Linked DNA regions of Mus musculus: all the other regions are linked to region 3. Evidence: chromatin contacts called from public promoter capture Hi-C data. All regions are on one chromosome and are shown on one strand. The core of a region is the stretch at or near the end of the contact, and the rest is flanking DNA. Distances in the headings are between cores, read along the strand shown.

Region 1 (2,843 bases), core at 210-2,709, 2.1 Mb after region 3:
GCCTCACAAAGGCAGAGAAAGATATGATAAGTGAACCATAAAACCGTCAGTACTTCCTAGGAACTACATTTTAAAGCATTTGCTCACCACTGTAAATATTCCATTGTTGCTAATAACTTTCACACTATTGCTTTTTAAGTATAGGTTCACATTTAGGGCTTGATATTAACAATATGATCCCCATTTACTGCTGGTAACATCAACCGACAGACAAAGGGCTTCCCAAGCAATTTCTCCAAGCCTCGAGGAAAGCACAAAACAGCACCTGCAGTGAATCACTCCTCCCTCCTTTCCAGGTACGGGGCAGACAGACAGAAGCTATGACACCGTCTGTTTCGTAACTCCACGTCAAAGTCAAGTGACAATAAGATGACAAACTACAGCTGTAGACTTCTGAATCCACCCCTGGACCCAAATGGGGAACTTACTTTGAACTTGATCAATGTTCCTATCTTGTAGCCCTGAGTCCCTGTTCTACAATTGGGCTTTAAGGTTTTCCAGTTCTATACTAATAATCAGAAATACATTAGTGAACAAATCTATGTAGCAGATATGTACATATCACAAGTATAAAGGACAACATGTAGCTGTAGGCCCAGAGCCTACAGACACACATGTACACACCCTTCAAGTTCAAATCCCAACAAGGCACCCCGAGAGTGTAGTCAACAAAGGGAGGGGCAGGAGCAAGGAACAGAGGTTAAAGCAAACAGCAGCCAAAACAAACATCACTTTCGGAACAGGGCAAACTTTGGGTCTGGGAGATTGTAGAACCCCCAGATATGATAGGGGTGTCAGACTTTCTCAAGAGACGAAGAGCACAGCCAAGCACTAGGCTAGGAGCAGATGAGCTGCAGAGGAGGCTGGTGTCCCTGGGGACAAGGGCGTCGCCGCCATCCTCGGCAAGAGAGCACCCCCCTTTTTTTTTTTTTTTTTTTTTTTTTTTTTTTGCGGTCCTGGCCACCGCCCTCCAGATCTCCGGGAATAGTCCCTGGGAATAGTCGTTGTTGCCCCATTCTTCCCATAGACACTGCCCCCACAGACCAGAGAGGGATAAAAGAGCGCAGAGACATACCTGGTGCAATGTCTCTGGTGGCAGCTGCGACGCTCGAAACAGATCAGCTACTGGACCAGCGGCCGCAGTGGCAGTGCCGGGGGCGACCCTGGTAGCCTCGGGGGGACCAGGTCCGGGGCCCCCGCTTGCAGCGCCCGCACAGCGCGCGAAGAGCTCAGAGTAGCACTGCTGCTCGCTATCGCTCAGCAGCAAAGGCGGCCCGGCGCCGCAGCCTCCGCCCGCTGCCACTTCCATAGGGCCTTCTGTAGCGTCCGAACCGACCGCCTTCCCTGGCCGAGGTGCTGGTGCTGCCGCCAGGGCCACCACCGCCGCCTCGGCCTCCGAAGCCGCCGCCCCCACGCCCCGCAGCTGCAGCGCCGCCGCTTCCTCCAAGAGAGCGCCGGCCCCGCCCCCTCCGGGCTTGAATGTTGTGCCTCCTCTGCGCGGCACATGGAGACAGGCGCGGCGCTGACCAATCACAGCCCGAAATCCCACCTGGGCCCCTCCCCGAAAGCCCGCCCCGCTCCGCCCCTTCGCCAGGTAAGGAACGCAACTCTGGCTGCCGCCCTCCCAAGCCTTTCACCTGCTCTGCAAGGGAGGCCAGGCAGAGAGAGCTGCTGCCAACGCCCACCTAGCCCACCGTGTTCCTGAGGGGCATCTTGGGCTCTCCACCCTGGCTAAGAAGGGAACATCTGGACACACACACAAGAAAAAGAGTTTTTCAGGGGATGGGGAAAACTGAGATGTTGTCTCATTAGGAGTCCCATAGGGATGTGGTGTCCAATTAGAAAAAGGACCAGTCACAAAAAGTTGGATTTCCCTTCCTCCTATGTCCTGAAAAGCTAAAAAAAAAAAAAAAAAAAAACAACCAAACAAACAAAAACAAAGATGTGAATGGGGTCCCAGCAGCACCCCAGAGATGATGGGGTTTGGCCACTTTCTCAGGTATGGCTGGGATCTGGATTTGAACCTTACTGAGAAGTGCCAGAAGGTATTTCTTGAAGAAGGTACTTCAGAAGGTCCTTGAGAAAGAAGTGGGAAGAGGCGTTTTGGGGTTTTGTTTGTTTGTTTGTTTTTCAGATATGAGGTCCATTATGCTCCACTGCTTGACTGAAATCTGGGAAACAGTTGGTGAGAGACACTATCTGGAAAATTTATGCTTCTTAAGTCCTGAAAGTACTGACCTCTGTAACACAGAGTCCTCACTTTCTGGAAGGATTTTTTTATTTTCTTATTTTTTTTTTTTTAGACAAGGTCTTTTCTTAAGACATCTGGCTCAGAAAACACTTCTTTTGGCAGGAAAACAACAGTTTTTTACATTTTGTCCAAAATTTATTTGTCCAAGTTCCTACCAAAAAAGTCAACACTGGAACTCAGAACTTTAAAACCCAGTGTGCGTGTGCGTGTGCGTGTGCGTGTGTGTGTGTGTGTGTGTGTGTGTGTGTGTGTGTGTGTGTGTTCAAATGGGCTTCTTCCCTGATGGCTATTGCTCTAGCCAAAAGTGTGGTGGTTCTTGTTTGTAACCTTAACACTAGGAGGCTGGGGCAGGGGAATGACCAAAATTTTGAATCTACTCTAGCTACACTGTGAATTACAAGCTAGCCTGCAAAAAAAAGGGGGGGGGATCCACAAATAATATACTAGAAGAAAAACGTCTGCCCCACAACAGTGTTGAAAATGTCAGTTATAAGTCTTGTATATTTGCATTTTTTCCAAAAGAAAAATCTGTTTTTTATTTTTTAGGGCAGGGTCTCTCTACATAGCCCTGGCTGTCCTAGAACTCTCTGTG
Region 2 (2,902 bases), core at 9-2,508, 2.3 Mb after region 3:
TTATAATAATGAATTGTACCACATGGGAAAACAAGAGACCCAAGACAGTAAATTTCTATATAAGGGAACGTGACTGTTTCTGTCACATACTAGAGTAACGTCTGAGTTGGTTTCTCGATCAGAAAAGAGAGCATCCTCGAGGCCTCTGCATGGTTGCGTTTAAGCATGAAGGCACTTGGAAAGCTATCAAGGGAACAAATGTTCCGGGGGTGTTTCTGCAAGGAGAGCCTCTGAGTTTAGATGTAGACTGTGGTTCCCTTTAAGCGTAGGCGCCTGGGCCCCTCTGCTCTGGCCCTCTTTTTCTCCCTGGGATCATGTGGCTTTCTCTTCACCCCCCCCCCCAAGGCTAAAAAGCTTCAGAGAAATGCAGAGCTCAGGTATGCAGGCCTAGATTAGCCCAGCCCAGCTCTCTCCAGTTCAGCAGCCAGCTGCAGGGTCAAAATGGGACCCCTTCAGGTGACAAGAATGACTCAGCAGGGGCCTAGGCAGGAACTGAGATAGGGAAGCAGTGGCAGGCACAAAATCCCCTGCAGCAGCAGGAAGCTAAAGAACCAGTAGGTTAAGGACGCACAAAGGTGAACATACAAAAAGTCATTTAAGTCAACTTTCGACGAGGGGCGGATTGAAGGCCTGCGCCATCGCAGGCCTTAAATAAAGGTCTGCCCAGCTTCTGGGAGAAAAAAGAAAAACCCGCCCAAGGTCTCTCCTAAAGGTCCCTTTCGCTTATGACAAATGTCACCAGAGCTCGACTGGGCCCTCGATACAGTTGAATGGGGGAGCCTTTGAGGGGTGCAGAAAACTGCGTGGCCGTGATTATCTGGGAGACTTTGCGGGCAGTGTAATCTCTCGAGACCAGGAAACCATTTTCCTCACTGGCTCTGAGATTTTGCTTTGCTAAGGCGGCTGCAGCTTCCCTGCCCCCCTCGCACACCCCCGCCGCCGCCGCCGCCGCCGCGGCTGCTGCTTTAAGCAACCACGCCCCGCGGGCCCCAGGCTTCTTGGCCCTGGGGCTCGCAGCCCCCGCGCAGCCTGCACACCGCGCTCGCATCCGCCCCACCCCCGCGCGGGCCCAGCCGCCCCCGCGGCCAGCCTGGGGAGTGACGCCTCGCGCCTGCGCCTCGCCGACTTCCTGCCGCGGAACGCCCCACCCACTCTCGAGAAGCCCACCCCCGGAGAGCGCGTCAGACCCTCCCGTCGCACGCTATTGGTCCAAGCCGCCGAGCCGTTGGCTCCCAGGCCCGCCTCTTCTCCGCCTCTCCAATTTCCCAGGGCGGCTGCGCCTGCGCTCAGCTGCCTGGGCGGGCTGAGAGGCGCGGGTTGAAAAGTCTCGTTCCAAGTTTGGCGAGAGGGAGAGAGAGGAGAGCGGCTCAGACCTCGCTACCCGCCAGCGGGGAGGAGGCAGAAGAGGAGATCGCGGCGTCTGGGGGGAGAACCCAGACGGCCAGACCGAACTCAGGCTTTTCCGAGCGAGGACTGCGTGACGTGCCTGGGAGAGGCAAGGAGCGCCTGCCGGGCTGCTCTTGACTAGCGAGAGAGAAGTCCGAGGCGGCCAAGGGGGGCGAAACGACCCGACGCAAGATGGCGAGTAAAGAGAGTAAGGATGCCTGCCCTGTGGGGCGGGCGGGCGTGCGGGCGCCGGGACTCCGGGGGGCTGGCGGGCTCCCGAGGCCTCGGCACGCGCTGACGAAAGGCGCGAATTGGCGTGAGGAGCAGGGGGCGGGGCTGGGCGCGAGACTCGCCGCGCGCCTGCAAGGGGGCCTGCGCGACACGGGGCCTGGTCGCCGCCGAGGGCCGGGAGCATTTCCGGAGCCGGGCGCGGGGGCCGAGAGAGAGGCCCCCCTTCCCCCACCCCCACCCCCACCCCGCGGCCTAGCTCCCTCCGACGCCCTTGGCTCGGGGGCGCAGGCGCTCGCGGCCCGAGAAGTCAGCGGCGGGCGCGGATTCTTCCGTGCGCGTGGTCGTCGTCCGTCTGGGGTCGCGGCCCGTGTCCGTGTCGGGAGGGGGGGGAGGAGCTGGATCCCGCCGGACTATGGCTGCCGATCGTGGCTTGGTGGGGAGCTGGGGCCTCCTGCGAGGGTGGGGGGTGGAGGGAGCAGGCCTGTGGGCTGCTGCTGTTCCACGTGGATTGGATCTATTCGAGTGGGTCGGGGCACCGGTTTACAATGCGGATCATCGTAGAACAGGTGCGAGCGGCTATAAAAAGGCTGACGAGCTCGGTGGTAGGGCAATTAATGACCCAATTCGGGTAAGCGCCGGAATCCCGATCTTGGAAGTGGAGGCGAAAACGCTTCCTGATGTTGATCTTCTCACTTTGTGGGAGAGCAGTTCGTGTGAGCAGGATAGGTAAAAGGAAAGAATAGATAAGGTGTGGCCGTCTCGAGGTGACCTCCAGGATCCGTAGCCATGCCTTTGACTCCGAGCCTTCTCAGCCACTTAATTGTGGGCTTTCTCCAAATTTCAGTGTTTGAAGATACTGTGGAGGAGCGTGTCATCAACGAAGAGTATAAAATCTGGAAGAAGAATACACCGTTTCTGTATGACCTGGTTATGACCCATGCTCTTCAGTGGCCCAGTCTTACCGTTCAGTGGCTTCCTGAAGTGACTAAGTAAGGGTTTCTGCCAACTTCTATTTTGTGTAGATTTAAGTACCATGTTAAATTTCTAGGTATTGTTAATGTTATTTTACACACAGAACATAAATACCTAATTGGTTAGGCCGAGGGTGAGGCGGCAAGTGGTTGTTCAAAACTTAAGATGGTTTCTATCGTAGAGGTGTGTTGAGAGGAGAGAATATTGTGTAATACTGTGTATAGGAAACGATGACTATTTTGCCATTCCATGACCAACATCTCTGGACTCTAGATCAATACATTATTTTCAAACTTAATAGGAAAGATTACAT
Region 3 (3,224 bases), core at 497-2,996:
ATTATTACAGAAATAGTTTAATTTGGTTAACTGGTTAGTTTTTTCAAGTTGATTAAGAATGGACCCTCCCAATTCAGAGACAGGGTACTTTAGGTTCAAAAGACATGATATTTCCACTTTGCATGCTGTCCTCTAAGACAGAGTCTTAAGCTTCCAATGAGAACACAAGCCATCCTAAAAATAAGCAATGATGCCACCTTTTAAATACAGAAGAATATATGAAATCTCCAGGAAAGGTACATAGAAAGATTACTAAAGGGATTCAATTATGGTAATTGAATGCTTAATCTTACTCCCTAGGCCACAGCAACTCCTACATGGAAGTACATTGTGCACTGTTTCATAACTTCAGTGCCATTATTAAAACAAATAATGAGTTGAGAAAAGAATGGTAAGAAGATATGAGGGGAACTGCCCAATGTAAAACATATACATGCACCAAGGCTTGAAAAGAATGTTGAAAAGTACTCGAGCTGGGTGTGGTGGCACGTACTCAGAATCCCAACACTTTGGATGCCGAGGAAAGAAGTATTGCTGTGAGTTTGAGGAATAGTCTTGGATACATAATATAGTTGAGAGCAGCCTAGGCTACATGACAAGACTCTGTCTCAGAGAAAAAGTATGTGGGCTGATAGGGGTTGGGTGCTTTAGTTAAAGACTAACTATAAGGGGAGTCAAATAAGCAGGACTCATTTTCAGTCCATCAACATTGAGCCCTAGACACATGTACAATCAACTCTGTGCCAGGTGTGGTGGGAGATACCAAGCTATTTCATAAGCATCTCATAATCCAGTTAGAAAAGTATGCCTCAGTTAAAATGTAAACAATACACTATTTCCAAATGGTGCTGAAAATAGCTCTGGTTTAAGTGCCACTCTGAGTCAAGTATGTGCTACACGCACTTGACCTTGTCACATTACAAGGCATGAGGTTTACCCCAACAGATAAAAACAGTAAAAGTCAAACAACTGAAACAGTAACACAAATGTCTATATAAATCAGAAATGGAATAAAGTGCAGTTCGAACTGACTCGTTGCCCCATCTTTACTGAGGAAACTGCTATAGGAATCCAGAAAATTGGAAACGCTAATGAGTGGGCTGACCTAGTCTTTAAGGCAAAGGTAAGTTTTAGACAATGAAATGGGTCAAAGTGGAGAATAACAAAGTGCTTGTGGAAGCAATTACATTAGAACAGCTGCCCAGTCAAATTTATTTGTGGGCCAGATTTTGATGGACAATGAAGACAGGATCAAAGAATGCGGCCTGTGGTTAGCAACCTTGACAACTAATGGGATGCCAAATTTCAAAATATACTATTATAAATGAACTGCAAAATTCTCCCAGGAGCTAAGGCCAGGAGCCACGGGTACCAGGAGTGTATGTGGAGGACAGTACTCAGGCCTCCCTTTCTTGCTTTCAGTGCTGAGCTCCACTATGGGGACTCTGTCCTCAGGTGAGGCCCAGGACAGGGCGGGGCTATGACGGCCGGTCATCCGAAGGATGCCCAGGCGGCCCAGCCTCTTTCTAGTCTCCGGTGGGTTTGGCGGCTCCGCTCAGGAGACCTTGTCATTGCCGACCCAGAAAGCCGACTTGTTCTCTGCTTCCATCCAAGTTCTCCATACTCCTGCGGGCTGCCCCATTTTCCTTCCTGGTCAGGCCATGACAAGGAGGGCTCCAAACCCCACGGAGGAGGCGGACTGGGGGCGGAGCTGCGAGCAGATCGGTACCGCCCCCCCAACGCGTTCCTTCCGGGCGGGACTGCACGGGTTCCGCTTCTTGGTTCGGGCCGGCGTGAGGGGTGGCCTCCGTACCCCGGGGGCCGCGACCGAAGGACTCTGCTCCTTTAGCCTCAGCCGCGGTTGGAAGCAGGTTGAGGTAGGAGCAAAGTCAATAAAAAAAACTGAATTTCCGTTAAGAGCCCAGCTCCCCGCCGCTCCCAGCGGCCTTCCTCTGTAGACCCTCTCCCTTTAGGCGGAGACTTGGAGAGTCCGCCCCACGAGGGGGGCGGAGCCTAGTAAAGCTTAGGTGAGCTCCCAAGCAACCCGGAGCCGCCTCCCAAAACAGAGGGGTACCGCCAAGGCCTTTCTCCAGCCTAGTGCCCAGTCTAGGTTCTGTCGAGCATGGTGGTGGGACTAGAAACCCTCGGGGCAGCTGCTGACCGGGAGGAAGCCGGGCCGCGATAGCGCCACCCCCGTCTCCTCCCCCGCACCGCCCAGCGGCGCGACACTCTGGTTGGCTCGCCTTGCAAGTCATACTTTGGGTCTCTCAGTTTGAAAACTCTTCCTCTCGGCCCCCTTTGAAGAAACTCATTGACGCTGAATGTTTTGAGGACCAGGTCAGCTTGGAGGCGGCAACTTTGGCGGACACCAGCGGGCAGGTCCAGCTCCGTGGCCCATGAGCTTGGGCGAGATGCGGAGCAGGAGCAATTCTGGGGTCCGCCTGGACGGGTACGCGAGGCTGGTGCAGCAAACCATCCTGTGTTACCAGGTAAACAGAGAGCAGCCCAGAGAACGGTGGAAACTGCCCACTGATATAACTCATTCTCCCCAAGGCCTCTGTCACTCATGAGAGCTTGCATTTATTTAAGAGGTTTCCGACTTTAATCCAGTCCTTTGCTAGCCAGTTATCACCCTACTCCCTTATCGCTATTTTATTCACTTTACTCACAAGTCAGGCATTCTGGCTTTTGAACAGTTGCTGCGGCTGCTTTGCAGAATTCTGGGACCTTTTTTTTTCTCTCCTCTTCCTCCTCCCTTCCTCTTTTTCCCCCCATCGGGACACCCCCCTCGAGGTCCTTCCTTACTGCCTCTTTTGGATGAAAGAAGTCTGTTAGGTTGGACAGAGCACACTGAAGGAGAACAGTGAACTAACTCTACTCTGGGAACAGTAGGCAGGAGTGAAAAACTCCCAAGGCTTGCATCTGACCAGAGTGTGGGCAACTGTTACTGCCCCTCCCTTGTTAGAAATCCCCCTGAGAGGACCCTATGACCACTCTGGTTGCTGCTTTACAGCCAACAAAACTTCTGGGCACAGAGCATCAGCATCAAGGGGTCCTGTGAAACTGTGCATATAATCTCAGGTATGAATACGCCTGCTATGCTTCCTGCTTGGCAAAAGTTATGTGTGAGTGCCCAATGTAAGACCACTGAGCTATTTTTGTTCAGAGCAAAGACATCAGCTATATTGCTTGCCTTCAGTTGGCAGCAGCTATTTTTAGGGCTT
Region 4 (3,191 bases), core at 114-2,613, 2.4 Mb after region 3:
AAGTCTCTCGAGAATTAATACAGCAGGTATTTATATTCTTAAGAACTACTGTTTGTTCAACTGGATAATAAAATTGGAAAGTGAAATCAGGTAGATTTTTGGCTCAAAATCTACTTGTACTACTATCAGTAAAACGCTGGACTTGTTTCCCCAACCCCTTGGGGATTGTGAATAGATGAAATGAGGGATTTATTATTCACCAAAGATCTAGCACTGGAACTTGAGTATAGCAGACAATTGGCACCTTCTTTCCCACCTTAAGGGAAAAAGGTCCTGCTGAAAGGGGAAAAGAAAAAAAAATACTGATCGCGAAGCGACAGGGAAGCAGAGGTGAGAGGATCAAGGTCATCCTTGACTTTATGGCAAGTTCGAAACCATCTAGGGCTGATTGAGACCCTGCTTCAAAAAAATCAAAAGAAGGCATGAATGACTATGGCTCGAGTAACTTTTTTTTTGGACAGGGTTTCTCTGTATAGCCCTGGCTGTCCTGGAACTCACTCTGTAGACCAGGCTGGCCTCGAACTCAGAAATCTGCCTGCCTCTGTCTCCTGAGTACTGGGATTAAAGGCGTGAGCCACCACCACGGCTCGAGTAACTTAACGAAGTTACTTTAGACAATACCTTTCAGTCCTTTCTTGGGACAAAAGGCATTTTTCTAAACCAATTCTAGCTGGGAGTCAGAGTTGGAGATTCAAATGAACGTTTTCAAGTTGAACAAACCGAATTCCTTGTCAAAACCCTGAAGACAGCAGCACACTGATCGCTTTCCGGCTTCCCAAGTTTACAAACTTTGCAGGAAAGCGACAAGTCCTTAGGCACGTCGAGGAGATGAAGTGACTGCTTGGTGAACTTTGGCGTTGTCCAGCTCCTTAGCCAACTAGCCCATGTCAGAGAGGACCGTCCCCCTCCTCGTACATCAACATCCCCGCGTCCCCTCCCAGTCCACTCTCAGGTCCCAGAGAGAACTCACTGCCAAGGCCTTTGGCCTGGTGGAGGAACTGTGGGTCCTCCGTCGGCGGCTGCTGCTGCTGCTCCTCAGTGGGCTCCACGGGCCGCTCGGGGCTCTCCTCAGAAGGCGCGGCTCCCGCGGACAGCTTGTCCCCGTCCCGGCTGGGAGGCTCTTCTCCCTCCGCCGCCGCCCCCTCGGGCGGCTTCAAGCCCAGCCAACTGCTCAACCCTCCGAACATCCCGCCCGCGGGGTCACCGCCGCCTCTGCCGCGGTCCCCTCGCCCAAGAGCCCTGGCACCCTTAACCACTGGCTGATCCGACTCCGCTGGTCTTCGAGGGAGACTGACCGGAACCGGAGACCTCCCGAAGCTTGGCCCACCCTCTCTGACGGCGGCTCAGCTGGCCGCGCATGCGTCATGTCCGGCTAAGGCTCCGCCCCCTCTGCATCGACTCCCCGCCTCCCCGCCTCCCCGCCTCCCCGCCTCCCCGCCTCCCCGCCTCCCCGCCTCCCCGCCTCCCCGCCTCCCCGCCTCCCCGCCTCCCCGCCTCCCCGCCTCCCCGCCTCCCCGCCTCCCCGCCTCCCCGCCTCCCCGCCTCCCCGCCTCCCCGCCTCCCCGCCTCCCCGCCTCCCCGCCTCCCCGCCTCCCCGCCTCCCCGCCTCCCCCTGCTTTTGGAAAAGAGGCTAAGGGCCAAAAGGGTTTTCTCCGCTGAGCTCTTCTTGCTCTCTACCCACTTTTCTATTTTCCCCAGCTTTGTTTTTTGTTTGTTTGTTTGTTTTGTTTTGTTTTTGGCTTTTTCAAGACAGGGTTTCTCTGTGTAGCCCTGGCTGTCCTGGAACTCACTTTGTAGACCAGGCTGTCCTCGAACTCAGAAATCCGCCTGCCTCTGCCTCCCAAGTGCTGGGATTAAAGGCGTGCGCCACCACGCCCGGCTTATTTTCCCCAGCTTTATAGGTGTGTGGTTGGCATCTTTGGGGGCTCTCCTACCTGGTCTCACTTTGTGATTACCTCGAGATGACAGCCTCCTTTTTTAGGGCCAGCTGGACCGGGTTACACCCCCACCCTTGGAAAAGGAGGCCTCAAGCCTCCTCCTGAGTTTAACCCAAAGCTGGGAGTAATGCATAGTGATTTAGGCCAGCCTGGGCTACCTAAGTTCTTGTGTCAAGAGCAGAACATTAAAAAAAAAAAAAAACCTAAAGGAAAAAAGGAAGGAAATCAGCTGAGCGTGGTGGCACATGCCTTTAATCCCAGCCCTCGGGAGGCAGAGGCAGGAGGATTTCTGAGTTCGAGGCCAGCCTGGTCCACAAAGTGAGTTCCAGGACAGCCAGAAAAACCCTGTCTCAAAATACCAAAAAAAAAAAAAAAAAAAAAAGAAAGAAAGAAAGAAAGGAAATTAATTGTAAGGAAGAAGTTGGGGTGGGGTACTTATAGATTAAAAATTGGTTTACAGTGGGTAGGTAAAATGGATTAGCAGGTAAAGGTACTTGCCACCAAGTTTGGCAACCTGAGTTTGATTCCTGGTACCTATCTGATAAAACTGACCCTTGCAGGTTCTCTGTCCTCTGATCTCTACACAGGCTCTGTGACTACCTATACCATAAATAAAATTTAAAGTATTTCACACAATAGCTTAGAGAACTTACTGGGACTGAAGCTCAGTCAGTGGTAGACTGCTAAAACACATGCCCAACACAGCAAATCATGCGCACACATATGGAATAGACCTGGCTGAATGGGGTGATACATGCTTGTATTCTCAGCATTCAGGAAGCTGAGGCAGGAGGATCTTGAGTTCAACACAAGCCAGAGCTACATGAGACCCTTTCCCAAACAACCAAATGAGTGGCACTTAGAATTTAAAACCCTGGTAGTTTACGTGCTCAGCCCTGATCTCCACATGGCAGAAGAAAATAGCCCACTCCTGAAACTTGTTCTCTTGTCTGTATCAGTGTGCATTGTGTTCTCCCCAAACCCCACACACTAAATAAAGCATAATAAAGATTAAAATAGGGCTGGAGAGATGGCTCAGCGGTTAAGAGCACTGACTGCTGTTCCAAAGGTCCTGAGTTCAAATCCCAGCAACCACATTGTGGCTCACAACCATCTGTAATGAGATCAGATGCCCTCTTCTGGTATGTTTGAAGATAGCTGAAGTATACTTACATATAATAAATAAATAAATAAATAAATAAATCTTAAAAAAGATTAAAATAAGAAAACCCTCGAATACTCATTTAAAGACAG

Evidence for each region. Promoter capture Hi-C pulls out the DNA fragments that hold promoters and counts their contacts.
Region 1: a promoter capture Hi-C map of erythroid cells shows a contact between it and region 3, with 37 times the contacts expected there. The contact joins the promoter of Reps2 here to the promoter of Phka2 in region 3.
Region 2: a contact with region 3 is called in a promoter capture Hi-C map of pre-B cells, with 2.4 times the contacts expected there. The contact joins the promoter of Rbbp7 here to the promoter of Phka2 in region 3. A contact is called at or near these places in 1 of 39 promoter capture datasets (pre-B cells) and 1 of 115 datasets of contacts at active chromatin or transcription factors (astrocytes).
Region 4: a contact with region 3 is called in a promoter capture Hi-C map of liver, with 4 times the contacts expected there. The contact joins the promoter of Syap1 here to the promoter of Phka2 in region 3. A contact is called at or near these places in 3 of 39 promoter capture datasets (erythroid cells and liver).

What each region holds. Positions count from the first base shown.
Region 1 is chrX:162,642,199-162,645,041 of GRCm38.p6, forward strand. It overlaps Reps2 (RALBP1 associated Eps domain containing protein 2), which reads right to left and starts at 1,460. Exons shown (of 18, transcript NM_178256.4): 1 at 1,076-1,460. The coding sequence starts at 1,309.
Region 2 is chrX:162,759,114-162,762,015 of GRCm38.p6, forward strand. It overlaps Rbbp7 (retinoblastoma binding protein 7, chromatin remodeling factor), which reads left to right and starts at 1,259. Exons shown (of 12, transcript NM_009031.3): 1 at 1,259-1,594; 2 at 2,462-2,606. The coding sequence starts at 1,579.
Region 3 is chrX:160,500,416-160,503,639 of GRCm38.p6, forward strand. Phka2 (phosphorylase kinase alpha 2) reads left to right here and starts at 1,747. Exons shown (of 33, transcript NM_172783.4): 1 at 1,747-2,489. The coding sequence starts at 2,412.
Region 4 is chrX:162,887,099-162,890,289 of GRCm38.p6, forward strand. Syap1 (synapse associated protein 1) reads right to left here and starts at 1,364. Exons shown (of 9, transcript NM_025932.2): 1 at 971-1,364. The coding sequence starts at 1,187.